2 separate regions of the Sus scrofa genome follow, and region 2 is linked to region 1. The links are chromatin contacts, called in public Hi-C maps. All regions are on one chromosome and are shown on one strand. The core of a region is the stretch at or near the end of the contact, and the rest is flanking DNA. Distances in the headings are between cores, read along the strand shown. Region 1 holds the start of MYL6B (myosin light chain 6B). Region 2 holds the start of NEMP1 (nuclear envelope integral membrane protein 1).

Region 1 (6,860 bases), core at 2,881-5,380:
ACAGCGTTTTAGCCCCTGCCTTCCCTCCCTCATCAACCCAGGCCTCATTCTTCTGGGTGGTACCTCTTCTCCCACCCTGGAGACTTGCCCATAGCAACAGTCCCCCAAGAGAATCCTGTCCTTGTAATGCGCATGCCTTGAATGCCTCCCAGCATCTTGCTTTCCATTTCACCTCAGTTACACCTGGTGAAAGCTCCACAGACAAGGAAACTGAATTTCAGAGGATTAAGAGACACATACCATATCACAGAGGCCAACCATCTCTTCCAAAATAGAAGCTCAGATCTCCCATCTCATCCCCTTTCCTCTGCCCTTTGGGAGGCATCTGTACCCCAGAAGCAGGCTCTGACCTTCTCGGTCTTCTGCCCATGACCTCCAGGACAGTAATCCCTCCCTGGCTCTGCCTGCTTGGCTAACCTTCTTCTTGGTTCACCCCCTCCTCTCCACCCCACAGTTCTGGTCCCTGCCTCACCCAGGGTAGTGAGGACATGTCTGAGCTCTGCTCCCATGACTTTGCCGTTCCCCTCTTTGTCAAACACGCGAAGCCCCTCCAGGTAGTCCTGGTATGTGCCTTGCCCCTGGATCTTGGCCACTGCCTGGAGCATGGGCAGGAAAGTCTCAAAGTCTATACGTCGGGTCTTCAGCTCTGCAGATCAGAGAGGTGAAGGTGAGGTCACTGTGATGTCACCTAGGACTTAGCTCTCATCCCCACCACGAATTTCTTTTCTTTCTTTTTTTTTTTTTTTTTTTGGCCACACCCATAGCATGTGGAAATTCCCAGGCCAGGGATCAAACCTGTGCCACAGCAGCGACCCAGGGGGCTGTGGTGACAATGCCGGATCCTTAACCTGCTGTGCCACAAGGGAACTCCCCACTAAGGATTTTATTTGTTCAACATTCAGGATGATTTTCTGCCCCTGGGTCTGACAGCTTTAGAAGTCCGGGGACCCACCTCAGCATCCTCTGTCACCTTACCCACATTCCTCGGTTCCACCACTAAACTGAAAACCCTCATTGTTCCAGGGGTCCCCTCACCATCACTCTTGGGGTACCCCAGGACTCTGAGCACCTCGGCGTTGGTGGGGTTCTGGCCCAGGGCCCTCATCACGTCCCCACACTGGCCGAACAGGATCTTGCCATCCCCTACTCGGTCAAACAGCTCGAAGGCTTCCTTGAACTCTGAAGTATAAGGAGGGGTCAGTGTTGACAAGGGGTTCCCATCACCATCAGAAGAAAGAAGAGTTAGAAACTATGTGCTTGAGCTGGGCAGCACAGGGAACACAAAGAGCACTGGTGTTGCAGGTTTCAAGGTCGGGACTGGAGTTAGGGGAATAGAAAGAGGATCTGACCAGGGGCTTGGGATGGACAGTGGGCTCAGGGGACCAGCTTCTCCTCACCCTCCAGCTGGTCCTTGTTAAACTCGATCTGTGGAAGAAAAGAGCAGGTGAGGAGGGATGACAGGGCTTATTCAATCTCTCTCCAGCACTCCTCCCGACCAACTGGCAACCACTTCTGGGGAGGGGCCCAAAGGGACCAGGCTGGGAGCCCAGCCACCTCAGTCCCATTCCCAGCTCCAGACCTTGGGAGAATCCCAAGAGGAGGAATTATTGGGGGGAGGGTTTCCTGGGAACAGGGTTAATCCCATGCCACCTGTTCCCCTCCCTCTACTGCCCTGAGCCCTGCATCCCTCACATAACTGGGGGCTGAACAAAGGCTAAATTTACCCCTGGCCCCCAGCTGTGATTGTCTAACAAGTCTGTCCTCTTCAGCCTTCCTTCCTGGGGTTCAGAGCTGTGGCCTTTCGTGTTGAACAGTCAGCCAGGGGCCGGCAGCAGCTCCCTCCCTTCACCTTGAAACTGTCCTCAGAACCCAGATGTTCCCCATCTCACAGTCCCTGCCTCCAGCAGGAGGGTCAGTGAGAATGTGTGTGTATATACGTACACAGAACGTGTTATAGATTAGAGGAAGAGCTCAACAAAGACAATAGCAGAGTCATGACCCTGAATCCTTCCAAATAGGGGACGAAGGGAAACCCCCGCTATCATCCAGTGCTTACTGATTCCCTACCTTCTAGATACCCCCTAGTCCTCTAGGCTGAATCCCACCCTTTACCACTCCCTCCAAATTCTTTTCTCACTTTCCAGGGACTCACCACCACTTTGGAGAGATCGACGGGGGGCTCCTGGATCTTCGCAGAGGCTGAAGGGACAGCTGGTGCTGGTGCTGGTGCTGGTGCTGGCGCTGACGCTGACGCTGGTGGTGGCTTGGCTGGAGGGGCCCCTGCTGCTGGCTTGGCAGCAGGCGCAGCAGGCTTGGGGTTAGGGGGCCCCACTGGTTTCTTCACGGGAACGGGAACATCCTTCTTGGGAGGCATGATGTCCGGTGGCCAAAGGACAGTGTGCCGATGGGGGCACCCATCTCTGTTTAAATAGCCAGGGAGTCTGGGATGTCAAGGGGCGGGGGCAGGGGCAGGGAGCCAGTTGGCGATGGGGAGGGTGAGATAGAGGAGAGATATGCTGGCCTGCCCTCACTCCCCTGGCCTCCTATGGTTCAGGACTCCTGCCCCAAGGTCTTCTCCCTTCTGTCCACCTGGCCCCAAATGCTGACCAGAACAATGGCCCCTTTGGGGGCAGGGGGAGGAAGCCAGAGACTGCCCAGAATGGGGGAGTTAACCTCCGGGGTGAGGATAGGATGCTTGCCAGTGACAAACAGTAAAATAGGGGTGAGGCAAAGAAGGAGATCCAGGCATTCAATGCCCTCAACCCTCTGACTCAGAAGAGCCCTTTTTCCTAGCAGCTTTAGACTCTTGAAGGCTGAAGCAGGGATGGGGGCCTTGTGAACTGTGATTGTTAAAGTGGGGTCTGGGAGTAGTGAAAGGTGAAAAAAACAAGCAGACTCTCTGCTCCTCTCTGACCATGGATGAGAAGCAGGGATAGTGGATCCCACAGCTTCATAATCCTGAATACTGTAATTCTCTAACCCTCTTCCTGCCAGCCCAGAACTGGAACTGTGTACAAAATAGAGACAGAATAGTAAGAGAAGAGTGTGACCTCCCCCTCCGATTGTTCCTGTACCCAGTGTTAAACGTTTAAGGAGCGGGGATGCGGGCAAGGACAGTTTAACACCCACCATCCATACTCCCAAGGAAGGAACACTTGTCCACAAACCTATGGTCATTCAGGTCAGACACAAGTAGGGTGTCTGAACCTGCAGGGGCTCCTTGCACCTGGGGGGAAGGGCAGGCTCTGAGAGGCAAAGGGCTTAATTTCTAAAATCTCTAATCCAAAAGGACGTGGGAGGCCCTTTGGCCTCCATGAGTACTCATTCCCAACCAGAGGGATAATAAAACCTCCAGACTAGGTTGCCAGATTACAAACCTTGCTGGGAGCGCTGGGGTAGAGTCGAAGTCCGGGCATATGGGGTGGGGGGGGGGGCGTCACTGGCTAGTTTTGTTCTGGGGTTAAAGAAAGAGACGATTTAAACAGCATTCCGAGGAAGATAAGAGTGATCCCACTTAGGTCCTGGGGTTCAGAGAGTTGATGCTGGGTCTCCCACTCCAAAAAAGTCTCTGAATCTCATTACTGCCAATTGCCTCATTTTAGGAAAATAAGCACATCACTCTCTCTCTCTCTCTCTCTCTCTCTCACACACACACACCACACACACACACACTCACATACACACACCCTAAATATTAAATAAAGGAAAGAGTCCCTCCCCAAAGCCCCAAAAACTCACCCTGAGGGGTCCAGGTAAGAGGAGGAGGCGGGGCGAAGGGCAGCCGCAGTCCCTGAAGGGTTAATTTCGCCAGCCACCGAGCATGCCGGGAATCGTAGTCCTCGCGCGCGCCCGGAGGCTCACGGGAAACTCCGCTTAACTACGTAAGGGGGGCGGTGTTAGTGCGGTGGCTTCCGGCCCGAAGCGGCGGTTGGTGACTCAGTATGTTTGGGGCGCGTTTCTTATCCCGGAAAAAGTACTTTTCACTGACTCTCAAAACGTGCGCGGCCCTTCAGAATATCTCCCTTGTTTGGCCCTGAGTTCACTGTTTAGTGTGGGCGGAGCTGTTTTCCTGAGTTCGCTGTGAGAACGCGGAAGCAGCGGAAGGGTTGTAGCTGCCCCAGGCTCAGATAGAAGGTCAGGTAGCTCAGGAAGCACTTAACGGCCCCGGGCCGAGTGGTTAGGTCAGTTTAGCTTCCTGTTGCAGTTCGGTAGAAAATAGAGGCCATTGAGTGGCTGTATGACTTGGAACAGTAAAGTTGTTTGTTTGAAGTGAACTGGTAGTTGAAGTAAACGTTAAAATTTGGAATTAAGCCGGCTAACCTGCCGCAGTCCGAGTTGAAGTTTCTCCATTCTGCGGCCGCGTATGCATCAGGCACCCTTTCTGTTCTTCACAGGTCTCTTTGGAGTGGAGGCCTGCGTTCTCCAGCTCTTGACTCTGAGACATCTCTGCCCAGCATTGGACATCTCTTTCCCGTGGATGGCTGGTTGTTTTTTAGATTTTTTTTTTTTTTAATGGTCGCACCTGTGGCACATTGAAGTTCCCAGGCGAGGGGGGGGGGTCCAATTGGACCTACAGCTGAGGCCTGTTCCACAGCCAGGGCAACAGGGATCCGAGCTGCATCTGCTACCTACATCACCTGTGGCAAAACTGGATCCTTAACTCACTGAGTGAGCCCAGAGATTGAACCTGCCTCCTCACAGAGGTAGCGTCGTGTCCTTAACCTGCTGAGCCACAGAGGGAACTCCTTGTTTGTGTTTAATTGAGGTATGGTTGGTACAGAATATTCTGTTTCAGGTAGGTTGTATGTACTCCATTAATAGTTATAAATATTGGTTATATTCTCTGTGTTGTACATCCCCCAAGATGCTTTTGAAAGGTCTCCTTTGGGCTGGTAAGGAACCAGCCCAGCCCCACTGATCTACTACTAGATGGAAGAGTAAATGCCCTGAAGGTGCATACCATGCTGGAGATTGGGGCTTGCACGGGCTTGCTTGCAGGCAGTGGGTGGGAGTAGAAAGCCCACAAGAGGTCAGAAGAGTGAGGCATAAATGAACTTAATGGGCAGTGCAGAATTGATGTTGGCTGGTTGGGGAAGGCTTTTTGGAAGAGTAGAAATGGATTGTATAATAAAAACAATAACCGATGAGGAGGTGGAGGGTGTTAGCAACCATTTCTGAAGGTCTCCACAGAGCAGGTACTGCATGAACCATAGAGGGTGCTAAAGAGTGTGGATTCAGACTAGCCTGCTTAAATGTGATGTTTTATTTGCTATTGTTTTGAGTTCTTTTTCAGGCTACTTAATTTTTGTTTGTTTGTTTGTTTTGTTTTTTTTCTAGGCCACATCTGCATCATATGGAGGTTCCCAGGCTAGGGGTGGAATCGGAGCTCCAGCTGCCGGCCTACACCGCAGCTACAGCAGCTCGGGGTCTGAGCTTTGTCTGTGACCTACACTGCAGCTCATGGCAACCCCGGATCCCCACCCACTGAGTGAGGCCAGGGATCGAATGCACATCCTCATGGATACTGGTCGGGTTCATTTCCACTTAAACACAACGGGAACTCCCAGCCTACTTAAATTTGAATCTAGGGTCTTCAAGGTACTTACCTCCAGCAAGTTTATATATCTTACTGTGCCTAAGTTCCTTCATCTATAAAATAATAGTAATACCTATCCTGTAGGTAGTGGGTACCTACAGTGCTGTTGGGAGTATTCAGTGTGTTAATCTTTATAAAACACGATGGGTTTAGCATATGGAGTTCCCATCATGGCTCAGCAGAAACAAGTCTGACGAGCATCCCTGAGAACACAGGGTAACCCCTAGCCTCGCTCAGTGGATTAAGGATCCAGCGTTATCGTGAGCTGTGGTATATATAAGTCAAGACTTGGATCCAGTGTTGCTTCAACCTCTAGCCTGGGAACCTCCATATTGCTGTGGGTGTGGCCCTAAAAAGACAAGAACAAACACCCCAGAGGAGTTCCCGTTGGGGCAAGTGGTTAACGAATCCGACTAGGAACCATGAGTTGCAGGTTGGATCCCTGCCCTTGCTCAGTGGGTTAAGGACCCGGCATTTCTGTGAGCTGTGGTGTAGGTCGCAGACATGGCTCAGATCCCGTGTTGCTGTGGCTCTGGCGTAGGCTGACGGCTACAGCTCTGATTAGACCCCTGGCCTGGGAACCTCCATATGCTGCGGAGCAGCCCTAGAAAAGGCAGACAAAAAAAAAAAAAACAAACCCAGAATGGGCCTAGCATAGAGTAAGTGGTATATGTGTGTGTTAAATTTCCTTTACTCAGCCCAGCATATGAAGTAGTTAGTATTTCCTCCTTTTACATCCATAAAGTAGCACGAGGCACAAAGCGATGGAGAGCAAGAAAGAATACATTTCTTTTAGGTGTTTGGTTACAAGACTGTTTGGGGGAGGGTCACGTAACAGATGCCTTTTTGTGTCTTTCATCACTTCCACAGAAGGGGGTTTCAAAGATGTGGTTTATCTGAACTTTTTTTTCCTCCTCTTCCTCTCCTTTATCTAGAGCCATCTTTTGGGCAGTTTGCCAAGTAAAAGTGGTTATGGCATCATCTGACTTTCTAGCATTTCTGCCTGCTTTATAGAGAAGTGGTGCAAGGAGAAAAGAGAAATACCTTGGCAAACACAAGTCGGAGGACTGTTCGTTTTCTGTGTTTTAAATGTCTATTTCAATAGACTTTTAATCATAAATACTGCGAACTGGACTGCACATGGTCTTAACTGGGCATGTGTGATTTATACATTATGTATGTGGATTTTCTGTGACAAATGCCCATATCCCCTCTCTTTCTACCCCACCTAGCATATGACTTGTATGTTCTTAGGGACTGCATA
Region 2 (6,686 bases), core at 2,463-4,962, 840 kb before region 1:
AGGGGTCTAATTGGAGCTGTAGCTGCCTGCCTATGCCAGATCCGAGCTGTGTCTGCCACCTACACCACAGCTCACAGCAATGCTGGATCCTTAACCCATTGAGCGAGGCTAGGGATTGAACACGCAACCTCATGTTTCCTAGTCTGATTTGTTTCCACTGTGCCACGACGGGAACTCCTGTTTCTGTTTTATAAATAAGTTCTTTTGTATCATTTTTATTAGATTCCACATACAAGTAATATCTCATGATATTTGTCTTTGTCTGACTTCACTTAGTATGTTAATCTCTAGGTCCATCTATGTTGCTGCAAATGGCATTATTTCATTCTCTTTTTTAATGGCAGAGATATATGTGTGTGTGTGTGTGTGTGTATATATATATATATATGATCTCACATCTTCTTTATCCATTCCTCTGTTGATGGACATTTAGGTTGCTTCTATGTCTTGGCTATTGTAAATAGTGCTGCAGTGAACATTGGGGTGCATGTATTTTTTCGAATTATGGTACTTATAGTTTCATTTATTCCACTCATTGCAGAAATATTAATTTGTTTGAAAAAAGCAAAAAAAAAATGAGTTCCCATTGTGGCTCAGTGGTAATGAACCCAACTAGTATCCATGAGGACACTGGTTGGATCTCTGGCCCCGCTCAGTGGGTTAAGGATCTGCGTGAACTGCAATGTAGGCCACAGATGCAGCTCAGATCCCCTGTTGCTGTGGCTGTGGCATAGGCCAACAGCAGCAGCTCTGAAAAAAAAAAAGAAATATTAATTTGTTTGATTATGAATTGCTATTCCAGGACCCGTTGGGATTGCTGCCTTATATATTGTATATGCACCATATTGCATTTCTGAAATCCAAAAAAAATATGAAACACATTTACTATCCAGATTTCCCACCCCATTTACTCATCAGTCTTGGCCTGAGTTCTTTTGGCTATTTGCATAAATCAGGTCCACCTGCAGATAATGAATATTCATTGCAGTGTGTGCTATAGACTCTAAAGATGATTCTCAGTGTTTTGAGCAGTGTCCTCATTATTAAACAAGGCTAAAAAATTTTTTTTAGGGCCACATCTGTGGCATGTCGAAGGGTGGAATCAGAGCTGCAGCCTCCAACCTATACCACAGCCACAGCAACACCAGATTCGAGCAGCATCTTCGGCCACAGCTCAGACCACAGCTCACAGCAATGCCAGATCCTTAATCCACTGAGTGGGGCCAGGGCTCAAACCTGAGTCCTCACAGATGCTAGCTGGGTTCGTCACTGCTGAGCCACAACAGGAAATCCTAAAAGTCTTGAATGACTACCTTGAAGTGACAGAACTCATTTGGATGATAAGGTATGATGTTTTTTGTGGACAACCAATGTCATTACAGTACACCTCATTTACAGGTTTTAACAGTCAATGGTCAGTGATCCTTTGGAATTAGTTCTCCTCTTTCGCTGGCCTTTATTCAAAACCAAAGAGTGAGCTATGAATGCTGAGAATTTGGGATCTGGTAGAAAATGAACTGTGTGTATATAAATTATTTTTTAAAATAGTTTTAAGATTTATAGAAAAATTGAGAAGACAGTAGAGCATTCCCATGTACCCTTCACCCAGTCTCCACTATTATTTTCTTACATTAGTATGGTGCATTTGCCACCATTAATTAAATAGTGTTGATACAGTATTATTAACTAAAAATCTATAGCTTACTCAAATTTCCTTAGTTTTTAACCTAATTTTTCTTTTTCTGTTCCAGCATCCCATCCATGATACCACATTACAATGATACCACATTACATTTGGTTTCCATGTCTCCCCAGTCTTCTCTTGGCTGTTATAGTTTCTCAGTTTCCTTGTTTTTGATGACCTTGATAGTTCTGGGGAGTACCGGTCAGATATTTTGTAGGATACCTCTCTGTTTGAAAATTGTGTTTATCTCATGCTTAGATTTGTTTTATGGGCTTGGGGGAGGAAAACCACAGAAATACCCTTTTCATCACATGACATCAAGGATACATTGTACCAATGTGATTTATTACCCCTGATACTGACCCCTCTAGGTCAGCCAGGGGAGTGTGTGGTGTATGTATGTTAGAGACATATAGTTTGACCATTGCAGTGGAGGTGGCCTAGACTTTTCTGAGGATGAAATTTCTTCTTTTGTCCATGGCTCAGCCCCATCTTGTCATTTTAAAAATCCCTTATTTTGAAAGTTTGAACCTTCCCTAGCAGTAATCTCCTTCCCTGAATTTCCCCTCAACCCACTAGGCTTCATCATCTCTAGGATTCCTACCTGCCACTATCAGATCCTCTCAAAAATAAGATGCTTCACTTTGGACTAACATTTACTGAACACCTGTTATGTGCTAGGTACTCTGCTAGGCCCTCACTGTATAAGTCATTTAAGGAGAAGCACCTGATGCACAGAAAGACTTCCAGCAGGAGTTCCTGTTGTGGTGCAGCAGAAATGGATAGGATGAGGAACCGTGAGGTTGCAGGTTCGATCCCTGGCCTTGCTCAGTGGTTAAGGAACCACAGCCCAGCCCAATGAGCTATGAAATCTTGGGCAAGTTCCTTTACCTGTCTTAGCCTTGGCTTCTTCATAAATAAAGCTATTTGCACTGGGAACTGTGTCTAGTCACTTATGATGGTGCATGATAATGTGAGAAAAAAGAATGTGTACATGTATGTGTAACTGGGTCACCATGCTGTACAGTAGAAAACTGACAGAACACTGTAAACCAGCTATAATAGAAAAAAATAAAAATCATGATATTAAAAAATAAATAAAGCTATTTATCTCACAGGATGTCGTGAGGAAGAAACAAATTTCTCTTAATCCTTGCATGCATTTTGCTTTCAAAACAACCAACCAACAAACCAAACAAAAAAACACAAACCTCTACCAACCACTCTATGACTGTATTTTTTTAATGATTTTTATTTTTTCCATTATAGTTGGTTTACAGTGTTCTGTCAATGTCTACCGTACAGCAAAGTGACCTATATATATATATATATATATATATATGCACATTCTTTTTCTCATATTTTCCTCCATCATGTTCCATCATAAGTGACTAGATGTAGTTCCCTGTGCTATACAGCAGGATCTCATTGTTTATCCACTCCAAATGCAATAGTTTGCATTATCAACCCCAGATTCCCAGCCTATGACTGAATTTTTAAACGTTAATGTTTATTCCTTACAAAACTGTCAAAACAATTTTTTGTGCGTAACATTTCTATTTTAAATCATTTAGGACTTTGGAGAACACAGTCCTCTTACTTAAGCTTCCCACAACAAAAAGATCATGGTAAAAAGGGAACGAATGAAAACAAGGAACCTGAGATAGATTCCATGGAAATTATCATTTGGTAAAGAGGGCCTCGCCCATTCTAATTTCGTATTGGTTATGCTTACCATCAATCACTCTAGTTGTAAATAAACTGGAGACGGAAGCATGTTGTTAAGGGGTGGGATCTTCCTGTCGCCATTACTAAGGTGAGGACCCGTTTTCTAATAGGCTGAAAGCTGCTTCTTCCCGCCCTCTCGCGTCAGTTGCTGAGAGGCGGGACTATAGGATCCGTAACCAACGGAGTGCTCGAAGCCCCGCCCATCCGATTGGTTGGTAGGGGGCGGGTCTTGTAGCGGATAGGCTGCTGGCCCTGCCTGTTCCGGGTTAGTTGCCGGGGAGAGGCACGTGAGGAAGAGGCGGCGTGTGGCGACCATGGCGGGAGGAATGAAAGTGGCGGTCTTGCCGGCAGTTGGTTCCGGGCCCTGGAGTTGGCGGTCCGGGGGCTGTGGGGCAGTGTGGCTGCTCCTGGTCCTTTCCGGCTGCTTGGTCTGCGGCTCAGGTACCGCCCGGGCAGCAGCTGCCGAGGGGGCGGGTGCCGAGGGGTTATATTTAGAAAAGTGGGGAGTGTCTGCGGGGCGCTGGCCGTTTTTCTGCAGAGGGGGCAAGGACGTGGTGCAGAGGAAAAAAATCTTCATCCTCGGTGAATGGGCGCCGGCACTGAGGAGCCGGGGCCCTGAGGCGGCCTGGGGGAGCTACCTAGAGTGGGGAGAAGCCTGGAGCCTTTTGGCAGAGACCGGGAGGCCTGAACTGAGTGAGAATTGGTCCTGGGGCTGCGTCGCGCTGTGCGGGCCTCCTTAACTTTTTTGGTTAAAAGGAAGGTGACTCGAAGACCGAATGGGCAGGCAGAGCTGCAGCTGGAAAGGGAGCAGCATCCCATTCATTCAACAGATGAGCAACACATGAGCGTATGCTATCAGGACTCAGGTCGGGGTAGCCGAGCAGATATAGTTCCCTGAAAAGCCGTGATCTCTGTCAGTATCTGTCATTTCTGCCCCTTAAGATTCTGGCCCTATAGAACCGACCTGGAGTTGTTAAATTCCCGTTACCAAAAAAAGATACAAACGCTATTCAGTATCTAATATATTCGGAAATTTATTCATTTCTCAAGATGATTTACTTGGTTGCCGTTACTGGATCATTGGTTTTGGACTGTCATGACATTGTTTTCCTTTTCCACTTGAATCCAGAAAACCTAGAATGTGTTTGTAAAACCTCCCTTGTACCCTTCATAAATGCACAACAGAAAGATGAATGAGGTTTCCAAACATCCACTGGACGGAGTTCAGACTCATGGGGTTAAGGATAATCTTATCTCCTAAATGCACATGACTTCTTACCTCTCCCGTCCTTTGCTGCCTATCTCTTGCTGTCACTTATGATTATCCTTAGCTGCAGCTTTAAGGTTGTCTCAGGATCCATATAACTAGTTCCAAGGTGCAACGTCCTTCTGAAACGGTATTTTTTAGGGAGAGGGGAGAAAGTATCCAGGAAGGTACTTTCCAGAGGCAGAGCCCACAGTAACATTTGAAGGGCTGCATATGATCTGAATGAACTCTGGCTAGATGTTTGTCCTTAGAAGTTGTGTATTACGGAGATGAAAGAACACATGTGTATCAAAATGCTCCTACATAATCATTGAGTAGTTAACAGGCTCAAAGTTACTTTAATGAGGACAGAAACAGGAGAAAGGTAAACTCGGGATAAATGTTCTTTATGGCCTAGAAGATCATATAGGTGGCAGCTGCAGAGACAGTCATGTAATAGAATAGAACTTTCCAAAACTGAGAGGTATCTAAAAAAATGGAATACTTCAAAAGGCAGGGAGTTCTTTCTCTGGAGGTTTTTGAAAAATTTGATTATAAAAATAACGGGAGTTTATTTTAAACTATATGGCAAGCACAATTAAGTATAAAGAGGTAGAGAAAGCACTCACTGTTGATTCCATTCAGAGGCAGTCCATTAAAACACACTTTCTTTTGGTCTGTTTCCACATGTTTTGTTTTTTGGGTTTTTTGGGTATTATGTCTTTTTAGGGCCGCACCCATGGCATATGGAGGTTCCCAGGCTTGGGGTCGAATCAGAGCTGTTGCTGCCGGCCTACACCAGAGCCACAGCAACGCGAGAAACGAGCTGTGTCTGCAGCCTACACCATGGCTCACGGCAACGCCGGATCCTTAACCCACTGAGCAAGGCCAGGGATCGAACCCACAACCTCATGGTTCCTAGTCGGATTCGTTAACCACTGAGCCACGATGGGAACTCCATCAAAACATGTTTAAGATCCTTGAAACATCTTGTTAAAAATTTGTGACCCTGGAGTTCCCGTTGTGGCTCAGTGGTTAACGAAGCTGACTAGGAACCATGAGGCTTCGGGTTCAATCCCTGGCCTTGCTCAGTGGGTTAAGGATCTGGCGTTGCCGTGAGCTGTGGTATAGGTTGCAGACTCGGCTCGGATCCCGCGTTGCTGGCGGCTACAGCTCCGATTCAGCCGCTATCCTGGGAACCTCCATACGCCGCAGAAGCGGCCCAAGAAATGGCAAAAAGACAAAAAAAAAAAATTTGTGACCCACACCCATGCCAGCATTGGATATTCCAGACTGAAACACCTTTGCTAATTTTTTTTTTTTCGACCCCACCTGCAGCACGTAGAAATTCCCAGGCCAGGGATCCAATCTACACCATAGCAGCGACCTGGGTCATGCAATGACAACACATGATCCTTAACCCACTGGACCACAAGGGAGCTCTCATCTTTGCTAATTTGATAGATTGAAAGTGGTATCATTTTATTTTATTTTTTTTTGCTTTTTCAGGGCTGTACCCATGGCATATGGAGGTTCTCAGGCTAGGGGTCTAATCGGAGCTACAGCTTTCGGCCTACACCACAGCCACAGCAATGCAGGATCCCAGCCGCATCTTTGACCCACACCACAGCTCATGGCAATGCCGGATCCTTAACCCACTAAGCAAGGCCAGGAATCGAACCCAAATCCTCGTGGTTACTAGTCGGATTGTTTCCACTCAGTCATGATGGGAACTCCTGAAAGTAATATCTTAATTTATTTTGCATTTCTTGCATTATTTGTGAGGAAGCATCTTTCAGATGTTCATTAGTTATTTAATTTTTTGTTTAGACTTTTACAATTTTTTTGGAGTGTGTGTTCTTTGCTCTTCGCCTATTTATTGTTATTACTATTTATTTTGATTTTTGTATACTTTTATAATCCATTGGAGTTCCGTGGTAGCCTGTAGTTCCGTGGTGGCCTAGAGGCTAAAGGATCTGGCAAAAAAAAAAAAGGAGTTCCCATCGTGGCGCAGTGGTTAATGAATCC

Evidence for each region. Hi-C and Micro-C count contacts between places; a contact is called where the count stands out from the background.
Region 2: a contact with region 1 is called in a Hi-C map of heart right ventricle, with 2.7 times the contacts expected there. The contact joins the promoter of NEMP1 here to the promoter of MYL6B in region 1. A contact is called at or near these places in 1 of 5 promoter capture datasets (fetal liver) and 1 of 47 Hi-C or Micro-C datasets (heart right ventricle).

The regions. Positions count from the first base shown.
Region 1 is chr5:21,551,621-21,558,480 of Sscrofa11.1, reverse strand. MYL6B (myosin light chain 6B) reads right to left here and starts at 4,130. Exons shown (of 8, transcript XM_003126266.3): 1 at 3,739-4,130; 2 at 2,153-2,420; 3 at 1,398-1,425; 4 at 1,036-1,179; 5 at 473-646. The coding sequence starts at 2,374. LOC106507496 (a long non-coding RNA gene) reads left to right here and starts at 4,015. Exons shown (of 5, transcript XR_002344288.1): 1 at 4,015-4,484.
Region 2 is chr5:22,387,123-22,393,808 of Sscrofa11.1, reverse strand. NEMP1 (nuclear envelope integral membrane protein 1) reads left to right here and starts at 3,712. Exons shown (of 9, transcript XM_003481636.4): 1 at 3,712-3,853. The coding sequence starts at 3,727.